2 separate regions of the Mus musculus genome follow, and region 2 is linked to region 1. Evidence: chromatin contacts called from public HiChIP or PLAC-seq data. All regions are on one chromosome and are shown on one strand. The core of a region is the stretch at or near the end of the contact, and the rest is flanking DNA. Distances in the headings are between cores, read along the strand shown.

Region 1 (5,074 bases), core at 1,727-4,226:
TGTGGCCTTCCCCACACAGTTCCAGGAGGCAGGTCTCAGTGCCTAGATTACTAAAACCCAGACAGAGCACCCCCACCTAACACCATGTCTGCTAATCTGGCTCTCCAAACAGCTCTGGGAAGGCTTTTCTTAAATGTCACAAATTTTTTGAGTTTGACAGTGGTAAAGCATGGACGCGTGCGCGCACACACAACTTTATTCCCAGTGCAGAGGAGACCAGACCCTCTGATGTGGGCCTATAAAACTACCCTTGACCACTTTTCATTGCCATGTTCCCAACAGTCAGATGCTGAGACCTGCCTTGCCCTTCCAGGCTGCCGGGCATATTTCAAGGAGGGTCTAGACAAGTAAGAGCCGTTTCTCCTTGAAGCTGAGGCTTAGGGCTGGCTTGGGGAACACACAGTCTGCAAGCTTCAGGCTATGTAACAGTGGTGATGGTACAAGCTCTATAAGAGGGATGGGTGGGCCAGAGAGGTTAAGTAGCTACCCCAAGACCATGAATAGACCCAACAAGTAAAAAGCCACACTTAAACCCGGCCAGGTGGTTTTTATGTTGACTATCTTTGTTTTTCTCTTTTTTAAAAAACAGATAAAAGACATGTGTTCTCTGAGTGCTTAATTCTGATGGGGTGGGAGAAGATAAACAAGGCACAAATTAAAGAAATTATGTTATACATACACTAGACATTGCTTACTACAAGCTAAGTGCTGTATAGAAAACTAAAGGATGATGAAAGGACCTGGGGTCTGGTCGGAGTGAGTCACCGCACAGATCACCAAAATCCCCCTGGTTGGAGCCTCGATTGGCACAGTGGCCTGTGCAGGTGCAAGGTTCCTCTTGGTGAGAGGGTGTGGCCACAAGAGGACTGGCATGGGAGGAAGCCACTGTGTTGGCTCAGTGGAGCCAGAAGAGAGGCTAGAAGAAATCATTGAGGAAGCAGGGCCAGGCCCCTCTAGACATTTTGGGAGCTTTAGAGAGGTCTGAGCAGCCATGCCATGACTTCAGTGTAAACTGCTTTGTGCCCAGAGTAGAAGGAGCTGTGAGTCAGGGCAAGAGGCCACACTGGGGAGCAAGACTGTGTTCAGATCAGATCTGAGGTGTCTGGGCTCAGACTATCTGTGACAGAGGAAAAGCATCTCAGAGGGCAGGAGAGTCTGTGGAGGAGGCAGCACCAGAGCTGCATTTGTGATGTGCCTACTGTATGCAGGGAGCATTCTCTGTGTTCTGCCTACTGTATGTATGTAAGTTCCGCATGTATTCTGATGAGTATGTCAGGCAAACTCCTGGCTTTCCTGTAAAGACAGCCGTGGTGCCTCTGAGGCCCCTTTTATCCACTTTTACTTACTCTGTGTGTCTTTCCCCACGTGGTTTGTCTCTTCTGTGATGTTCTCCCATCAAGCCCAGGGCTCCCCAGAGAGAAACATAGTCACTAACTCAGATTTCTTACTTATCTGTTCAAGTTTCCAAAGAGAACACAGCTGAGTGACTATGAGGGATAGCTTGAGCTTGGGGTGAGGGTGGGGGTGGCGTATGGGCAGAGAAAGTACCCCAGAATCAGTGGGAGGTGGGGAGGGAGAGAGAACATGGAATCTGACGGAGGATTTGTTCCCTCTCCCTCTGTATTTCCCTCTCTCCCTCCCCCTCCCCTCCCCTCCTCCTTCTGGCTGTCTTTCTCTGCACAGGGGTAAACTGATAAACAGCTCCTTATACACAAAGCCCAGGAGGGGTTGGGGGGATGGGCTGTCAGTAGCCATAAGGAGAATCTGCACCTAGCTGTCCTACCAGCTCCCCAATGTGTTTGTAGCAACTGTGCCGTGTGTCCCCTAGAGGCTATGCTATCATCCACAACAAGGAGGCTGAGAGGAGTCCTGGGCACTGAATCTAGAGCAGGAGTAGAAGTGACCACCATGTCTGGACCACTTCTGCTGGTCATGGCTCTGAGCTAGATGCTTCCATGGTACATATCTAACCCGCATCTGCTATTTCTTCAGGGATCCCAACAAAACCAACCTGGTCACATTCTTTCAGACAGACCTGAGTGGCTACCTCCCTCAGAGTGTGGTGGACTCCTTCTTCCCTCGAAGCATGGCTGAGTTCTACCCCAACCTTCAGAAGGCAGTGAGGAAGTTCCATCACTGACAGTCGCCTATTGGCAGGGATTGCCTATGGTCCTTCAGGAACTCCAGCTGTTGAGCCTCAAAGGACACGGAAGAGCTGCTGAGGCCTTTTGAGATGCCATAGTTAACAGCAAATCTCAGGGTTCCATTCCAGAGGAGCAGCCCATCCCCCCACACCACCCTCCGTCCTCTTGGGCTTGGTGTGGAAGGAGCTAACCACTAGCTTGCCGTGGTGCACACATAGGCCTGGCAGGCCAGGGCAAGTCCCTCTATGGCCACCTGAGAGATGGCTCACGTACTCTTTGATTCCTTGTGGTCCAGAGCCCTGTGTGCTGGTTGCTGTAAGACACCTTGTCCCTGTGTGGGTCTTAAAGAATCATCATCCATTGTGGTCGCTAAGTCCTGCTTCCTCTGGCATCTGGAGTTCCCAGACTCCTGTGTTCCCTTTCTGGATATGCTTTTGTATACAAATTTTTAGCACAAGACTTTCACTCTTTACAAAAGTGTCAACTTGGAAAATGATGTTTTAAACCACAGGATAAGCCTTAAGGAAAAATACTTTCAATCTACCGTTTGTGATCTCTTCCATCAGAATCATCTCTTTCTATCTGTTTCTCCCTTTGTGGGTTAAGGTTCACATCCCCATGAAACCGGCTTGTAACTGCCTCAGGCCAGTTTGTATCTTTGGGAAGGAGTGTGAATTCTTGTGGCCCCTATGAGTGACTCTAGGCAGGGCCAGCAGTTCCTGTGTGCATGCTAGACTCTGGGGAGGTGAGCCCCATGGCATGTACCTCACTGTGCCCTCAGTCATCATGGTGAGGCAAGAATGCTGGGGACTCCTGGCCCCTCAGGCTTTGCTGCCATTAGGAAGGAGGGAAGAATGTCTGCTATGCTGTGCAAGTATGCACGCCTATTGTATCTGACACTGACCACAAGGTCTGCCATTCCTTTAGGGACAAAGGGTTTCTCTTTAGCTTTCCAAATAAATTTAGATCCTTGCTTTCCATCAGATGGAGAAAGGAAAGATCTCTGCTGACTGACACTGTCTTCAGAGACACAGTACCCTCACAGTCCAGCTGCTCCCCTCTAGTAGCTTTTAATAATTTTAATAATTCCCCTACTCTCTCTACCTTTGTTCTTCTCACTGTTGTTGGAGCAGCTTGGATTTAGTCAAAGGGCTCATTAGGACACAGCTTCATTTTGACGGGGCTTGTTCAGAATTTCCCGCAATCTCTATAGATCTGTCAGGTTTTCTTGCTGCTGCCCTGTTGCCTGGGGTTTGGATGCTGATCTCTTTCTGTGGTTCTCTCTCTCTCTCTCTCTCTCTCTCTCTCTCTCTCTCTCTGGTTTTGTCTCCATATTAAGCTTACTCACTTGCTATACCATTATTTAGGATGTGATCCACCTTGGGATTTTTGAGACCAGCTTTCTCATTGGCCTTTGACTCACCAAATAGGCTAGATTGGATGACCAACAATTCCAGGGACCAGTATCTTTCTGCTTCCCCAGGTCTGGAATTACACTTTGAATGCCACCGCATCTGGTTCTTTTCTTTTTTTCCTCCTTTTCTTTTCTCTTCTTTTCTTTTCTTTTCTTTTTGGTTGGTTGGTTGCTTGGTTGGTTTTATTTATGTTTTCTTCTTGTCTCTGGAGATGAAGTTCAGGTGACCATGCTTGCATGGCAAGCATTTTACTTACTGACAGCTGTTCCCCCCGGCCCCATACCTTCTCCTGTTAGATCAAATGTACCTTCTATTAAACCTGATAGATTGATATAAATGGTATCTTGAGTTCCTCATTTACTTGTCTGCTATAGGACAGAACTCAGAGTGGACTGGAGAAGCAAGCATGTCAGCTCCAGTAACATGCTGTCATTTTTCAGAGTAAGTGAGGCCGAGCTAGCCACGAAGAGTCACTGAAGGGCTTTTCCTGAAGAGAGGATCCAGCTGGGGTCTCTGAGTCCACTTCCAGCAAATATTTCTGGCTTCCAATTATGGAGAAACCAGCAAGTTATATATAGTAGCAAGCTTCCATTGTCAAGGCCCTAAAATAAATGGGCTCTGGTGTTTTATCTGTGACCCTTGCCAGGCCTTCCCATGTCATCTCTATTTCATGGAATGATTGAGGATCTGAACCCCTGGCCCAGACCTGGTGAAAGCTATATCTGCTGCGGATAATTGAGAGTGACAGTGAGTTGCCCTGAGCTTGGCTATCCGCTGTTCAGAAATAACCAAAGCAAATATACTGGCCATGCACATGCTGCAGACATGCTAAGCAGTTGTTTGTTTGTTTGTTTTTATTCCCTGATGTGCCATGTTTTCAATCTCCTGGGCCTGCTCATGTCACTGAAGGAATGACTAAACCTCTGCCCTTCCACATCTTAGCCTGACAAGCTGTTTATTGTTCTGAGGCTCAGTACCCTCCAATACATTGGTGCAGGACCGCCATTGGTGAAGTGGCTGTGATCACCAATAACTATCATCTAATACCAAGCAGGGTTCCTGACACGTGACAGATAAGACATTAACAATAATTTTATTTTATGCTCATACCCTCTGTCTTCTGGTTCCACTCCTTCTAGGCTCTCGACCCAACCAAAAAGTCTTCTATGTGTTTGAATGTGTTCTTCATGGCAGGCTGCATCTCACAGAGCTGTTTCTAACAACTTATCCCCTTTCCTTAAACCCAGGCAGGTGTTTGCCTGCTCTCGGCAGGAGTGTGACAGGAGCAATGTTATGAGTCTTCAAAGGCAGAACATTTAAAAGATGCACCCGCACCTGACTGTAGTGTGGCTGGGCAGTGTGGTGCAGAATCAATCGGCATGGTGCAGAAGCACCAGCCGTGAAGAAACTTCCCCAGTCATCAGCCAGCCCCTCTGGGGAGAGCCACAAGCAGTGACCCTTCACAGGACCCCAGCCCAGCCTTGACCTGCTCGAGCTGATAGTAAGGAGCTCCCC
Region 2 (5,074 bases), core at 1,442-3,941, 710 kb after region 1:
TGCATACACTGTGCCTCTTTTAGAAGTCCCTATGCTGAGCTCTTCTGTGTTCAGTCTGTGATTCCCTTACAGCCCCTGTCCTGAGCACAGCCCCTGGTACAACCCAGTCCCTTCCTCTCAATTTCATTCTGGCCTCACATTCTGCCTTGTTAAACACTCCATTACTCAAGATTCCACACATGAGATACTCGGTACTTTCAAATTAACACCTCTGACAACCATGTAATTTCACCTCTTCCCACCAGATCCATCAGCCCATTAATCTTAGGAAAGCTATAGAAACCAGAAAGTCAAAGCCCTATGTTTAACTAGACAAGTCATCTAAAGCTTTAAGTACCAGCCGATGTTCACTGAGATCACCAAGTGAAAGACAAGGATTCAGAAGACAAGCCTCAGGCTCACGTAAACCCACTTACTGATGTTGTGTTGCTATCTCATGCTTTTCTTCTCCACAGTTAGCATGGGTGTGAAACCGTGGCTTTAGTAGACCAGTCTCCAGTTCCTTCTCTAAGCAACTGACCCTGGGAAATTCTCTAAGCTTTGATTTCTTCACCTGTCCAACAGTGATGAACAGCAGTGGCTTGTCAGCGAAAGTAAATGAACAGCACAGAAAGATGTGACTTGGACCAGGACCATGAGTGCCTGCCAGTGCTGGTTGTGATGACCCTGCAGACAACACTGTCACTGCTCTTGTGACTCCAAAGGCATGGCTATCTCACTACCCTTACATAAGGATTATGGTGTCACTGCCATCTTCCTGCATCAGCATGCTCTTCACATTGTGTTTTAAACTACTCCTCACTGAGGTTTATGGAAGCTAGAAGAGGGAACAATAGACAGATCTGCCACTCTTGAAGAGTACCTCCTTTTGAAGAATGGAAGCCAAATTTCTTGCCTTCACCTCTTCCCCAACTGCATGTTCCTATATAATTTATCTCAGGCTTGTGACCTTAAGGATCCCTCCAATTTCCACTGGCCACAACACCACAACACCAACGCTGGGGTACCTGCTCAGTGAGGAAGGAAGGCTTGTAGGCGCCGTCAGTCGATTTGTTGCCGGTGCCCCTCATGGACTTCATGTGCGAGACCGCCATGCGCAGGATGGTCAGCTTGTCTGGCTTCCTAGCCAGTGCACTGCAGGTGGGAACCATGTCGGAGAGTTCCGTAATATATTGAGTCATCTTGTTCCGCCTGCGCCGCTCAATCTCACTGTGGTTCTCTCTTCCCAGAAAGCAAGAGGTCAGGGGGAGGGAAAAAGAGAAGGATCAGACCAGGGGTCGGTCAGCAGACATTGGGATAAAAGAATACACTGTTAACATCAGATAGCCAAAGTCCTGGACCTAACTCATAATGGCTCAGTGTTTTGAGTAGTTGTGGACTGAATCCCTGACACATCTGTAACTCGGGTCTTTGTGTGGGAAGCATGGACCTCTCTCTGTGCCTCCTTCTCTAAATATGTATAGGCTCTTCCGGAATTACACACATACCTATGGACTTTTGACCAGGGAGCATGGAAGATTAAAACTTTTTAGCAGGCTTTCTGTGTACAAGCATGATCTTAAACATGAATGTGTGGATACACATTTACAAATGTAGCTCCAGACTTCTTATCCATGTGGTTTATTTCCCTCATGACACGAAACACTCACTATAAGATAGCCTCCAACTTATACTCCTTCAATTCTTGGATGGTGATAATCCATTCAAGTGAACACTGTACCTCAAAATACATAAAGCACCCAAAGATGAGGAATACCCACACAGCCATGTGACTTTTACCTTCAATACAGCACTCAATATATCTTATGAATCCTTAGCACTCCACTATAAAGTAGGGATGTGTTGAATGCTTAGCTAGAGACAAACTGATATGAGTGTTCTAATCTGGCTAAAGGCCATCCAAGCTAGGCTGAGATGCTTGGCTGGGGCTGTATCAAATGCTTTGTCTTTAGCAATACCCTCAGCTGACAATGGGCTTGCAGTATCTAACCCATCGCAAGCCTCACTATTCTTTGTGTTACTAAGGAGACCACGGATGACGCAGATTCACTTTATATAAAGTGAACATGCCTTTCTTCTACACCCAGTGTATTTCCTGCAGCATAGTAACAGAACAGGTGTGATCCTGGCCTATTAGCAAATAACCAATTACAAAAAATACTCCAAGGAATTACCCAATTCCATTTCTAGGATTCTTAAAATGGAAAACCAACAGAAGGGCTGGGAGAATATTTCTGCCTCGAATTATTTATTACCGTTCAGCTCAAAAGAGAGTAACAGCCAACCTCATCCAACACACTTGCTGTTCCCTGAGATGAAACAGAGTCTAAAAACACACCCCACGCTGCTGCTGCTGTTGCTGCAGAATGGAGGGCTTTCTGGCTTCTCTGGGAAGGAAAGTGACACCAACAATAAGAAAAGAAGATCCCCAGGCAAGGCTGCTCCACACACTGCATGTATTCATCAGCCTTACACTTCGGGAAGTGGGACAACACGACAATCAGGCCCATAGGTGTGACAATGAGCATGCTGTGTGTGTGCGCTGAGAGACCCTCTGTAGAAACAGCAGTCCCTGTGGTGGACTGGTGTGAACCTTCTGGAACAGAATTTCCATTCAAGGAGTCCTGAGCTAGCCCCACAATGGGTATGGAATGCCAAAGAAAACAAGGAAGCCCAACATGGTCTTCAAGGGATGTAAACACCCACTGTGCATAGCAGAGCCCAGAGGTGGGATGTGATCACATGCTCAGCAAGGCCTTGGAAGGTAAAAGGCAGGTGAGAAAAAGACATAGAAGAGGAGGGGCTAGAAGGGGTTAGCAACAGTGGGAAGGGTTAGACCTATGTGGCAGCAGAAAAAAAGGAGGTGTGCTCTGGGGAGAGGGTTTATCTCGAGGGTTAAAGGAAGATCTAAAGCGTTGATCAAGGAAGAGACATCTCTGTAGGAAGGGCAGACCTGGTGGAAGAGGAAACTGAGGAACTTGGGAAGCTGGGGTGCAGGCCAGACCACAGTGAGAAATCGAATGGGCCAATGGGCCCTGATGTGGCTGACAGAGGTAGATGAGCCATGTAGGAGAGAGGAGGAAGACCAGCAAGCAGACTCCTGAGGCCAACCCCACCCATAGGGGATTAACTGGACAGATGTCGGTGAAGCAGCAATGTTCTTATACGTAGGAAAGACTCCCTAGGGTCAGGAAACTCTATCTCTCCAAGGCGGAAGTGGACAGAGCTTCCTGAGTAGGGGGGAAAGGGTCAACCAGATAAGAAGAGGTTGGGGTGGGGCATCTACAAGCCAGGGAAAGTGTTGCAAGCGGGAATTTGAACAGAGGACTGCTAGCTCTTCAGCACAGGCAGGAGTCTTGCCATGGAGGTACCTGAGGCCCTTTCCTCGCCTTCCACAACCACAAAGCTGGTCATACGGTGCAGAACACATTCTTCAGCTGGACATTTGTCCAGGAGGCCTAAAGCAGGGAGAGCTCCCAGAGGTGTGTAACGCCACCTTGCCAGCTCACACTTCGTGGGACCACTCAGAGAAGGTGATACTCTGAAAGTGCATGGGCTGATGATGTAAGGAGAGACCAGACAAGAAGTTCAGGCACTTCTGAGCAGATGATGATTCAGGCAGGACCCAGAGCTCCCTTCACACCTCCCTGCATGTTCCTGTAGGGTCATGTGAAACAGGCATCTGAAAGGAGAACCTGCCCACCCCATCTGGAGTCTCACTCTGACCTTGGGATGTCTCACAGCCCCACACACTTCTCTCTGGGTCCCCTTCTCCCCTCTCTCCAGTCCGTCATTCAACACCCCTCTGAATCATAAGAACACATTGTCTACTCTGACTTATCTCTCGTCCAGCACATGCTGAATAGCTTCTTCACCACAAAGTTCTGTCTGCCAAACTCTTGCAAAAAAACTCTTGACTCTTCTCCCTTCTCCATGCCCATGCCCTGCCCACAGCAGCTATTACCACTGCACCATGTGGCTAAGCCTCCTCTCATCTTTCTTTCCTCCATCACAGACCTTATATTGTAGACAGACTGGCAGGTTTCTAAATGCAAGTGTAACCCATTAAAGTCCTTCAGTAGTGACCCCAAACCTACAGAGATAAGACTAAAGCTTTCAAATAGTGTCTGTGGTAATCAACAATGCCATATTGCTATGGACTAAATTTCCTATAAACATTGGGAGGGGTCTTTGTGAAGTTCTCTGATGAATCCATAGATAAATTAAATGTGTAGACTAAGGTAAAGGAAGAAATGATTACAGCAATATCCAAAAGCTGGAAATCACACTCACTGACCAGTGCAGGAAGCAATACAATAATCTTAGATTTTCTATGAAATAAGCCTGAGGTACTAGCAGTGTATTAAAGAGCTGAGAACTGCCAGTTGCCTGGCAACAAGATCTGAGAAGCAAATGGTACACACTGATATGTAAGATTTCATTTTAAAGCCTTCAAGGATACAGAAGTAAGGCAATGCCATCTTGTGAGAAGAGAAAGGCACACCCTTAAGACCCTATTTACTAGGCCAAGTTCATCTTCTCCCAGGGGAGGGGACAATGGGCTCAATCTGTTAGGCCTGTGAATGTGGTGTCTATGAGCACCCAAAATTGCTGGGAGCCAGGTAGCATCAGTAAGGAAATCTGCCTCTACATATGTAGGAACAGGGTCAGGACTCTGCAGCAAAGGACAGCTGGGATGCAGGAGGCATCCTAATTCTGCTGGAGCAAGAAGACTAGAGCCTTTCCGCAAGGGGGACAACTGGAGGAATCAAGGGCAAAGAAGGAGGTGTAGCTAGCTGTGTGAGTTTACTTATAGCAGTGGTGTGTGTGTGTGTGTGTGTGTGTGTGTGTGTGTGTGTGTGTGTGTGTGTGTGTGTGTGTGAGCCATTTTGACTTACATTTATGAAATGGGAGCACTTCAAAAACTTTCCTCATGACTTCCAGGAGGTGCTGGCACAATCATGGTGCCATTCTCCTGTGACCTAAAGGCTAAGATTATACAGGATGGTATGAAAGTATGTGTTGAGGAGGACCCTCTAAATAGAAGTCCCAATGGATACATGCAGGAACCCCA

Evidence for each region. HiChIP or PLAC-seq counts read pairs in DNA pulled down with a chosen protein or histone mark.
Region 2: an H3K27ac HiChIP or PLAC-seq map of extraembryonic endoderm stem cells shows a contact between it and region 1, with 4 times the contacts expected there. The contact joins two enhancer-like sites. A contact is called at or near these places in 8 of 39 promoter capture datasets (the 3T3-L1 cell line, embryonic stem cells, frontonasal cranial neural crest and 3 more), 4 of 115 datasets of contacts at active chromatin or transcription factors (embryonic stem cells, extraembryonic endoderm stem cells, large pre-B cells and 1 more) and 1 of 9 other capture datasets (embryonic stem cells).

The regions. Positions count from the first base shown.
Region 1 is chr7:83,638,430-83,643,503 of GRCm38.p6, forward strand. It overlaps Stard5 (StAR-related lipid transfer (START) domain containing 5), which reads left to right. Exons shown (of 6, transcript NM_023377.4): 6 at 1,993-3,899. The coding sequence ends at 2,140. Il16 (interleukin 16) reads right to left here. Exons shown (of 19, transcript NM_001360087.1): 19 at 4,390-5,074. Among named protein-coding and RNA genes, the nearest start is that of Stard5, 9.0 kb to the left of the region's middle. Within about 2 kb of position 2,977, at least 16 of the 459 cell types and tissues checked have an H3K27ac peak or open chromatin away from gene starts, as enhancers often do. A contact at or near this core is called in extraembryonic endoderm stem cells, where this site is marked.
Region 2 is chr7:84,346,335-84,351,408 of GRCm38.p6, forward strand. It overlaps Arnt2 (aryl hydrocarbon receptor nuclear translocator 2), which reads right to left. Exons shown (of 19, transcript NM_007488.3): 4 at 1,008-1,221. It overlaps Gm30873 (a long non-coding RNA gene), which reads left to right. Exons shown (of 3, transcript XR_869767.3): 3 at 1-1,537. Among named protein-coding and RNA genes, the nearest start is that of Gm30873, 12 kb to the left of the region's middle. Within about 2 kb of position 2,692, at least 23 of the 459 cell types and tissues checked have an H3K27ac peak or open chromatin away from gene starts, as enhancers often do. A contact at or near this core is called in extraembryonic endoderm stem cells, where this site is marked.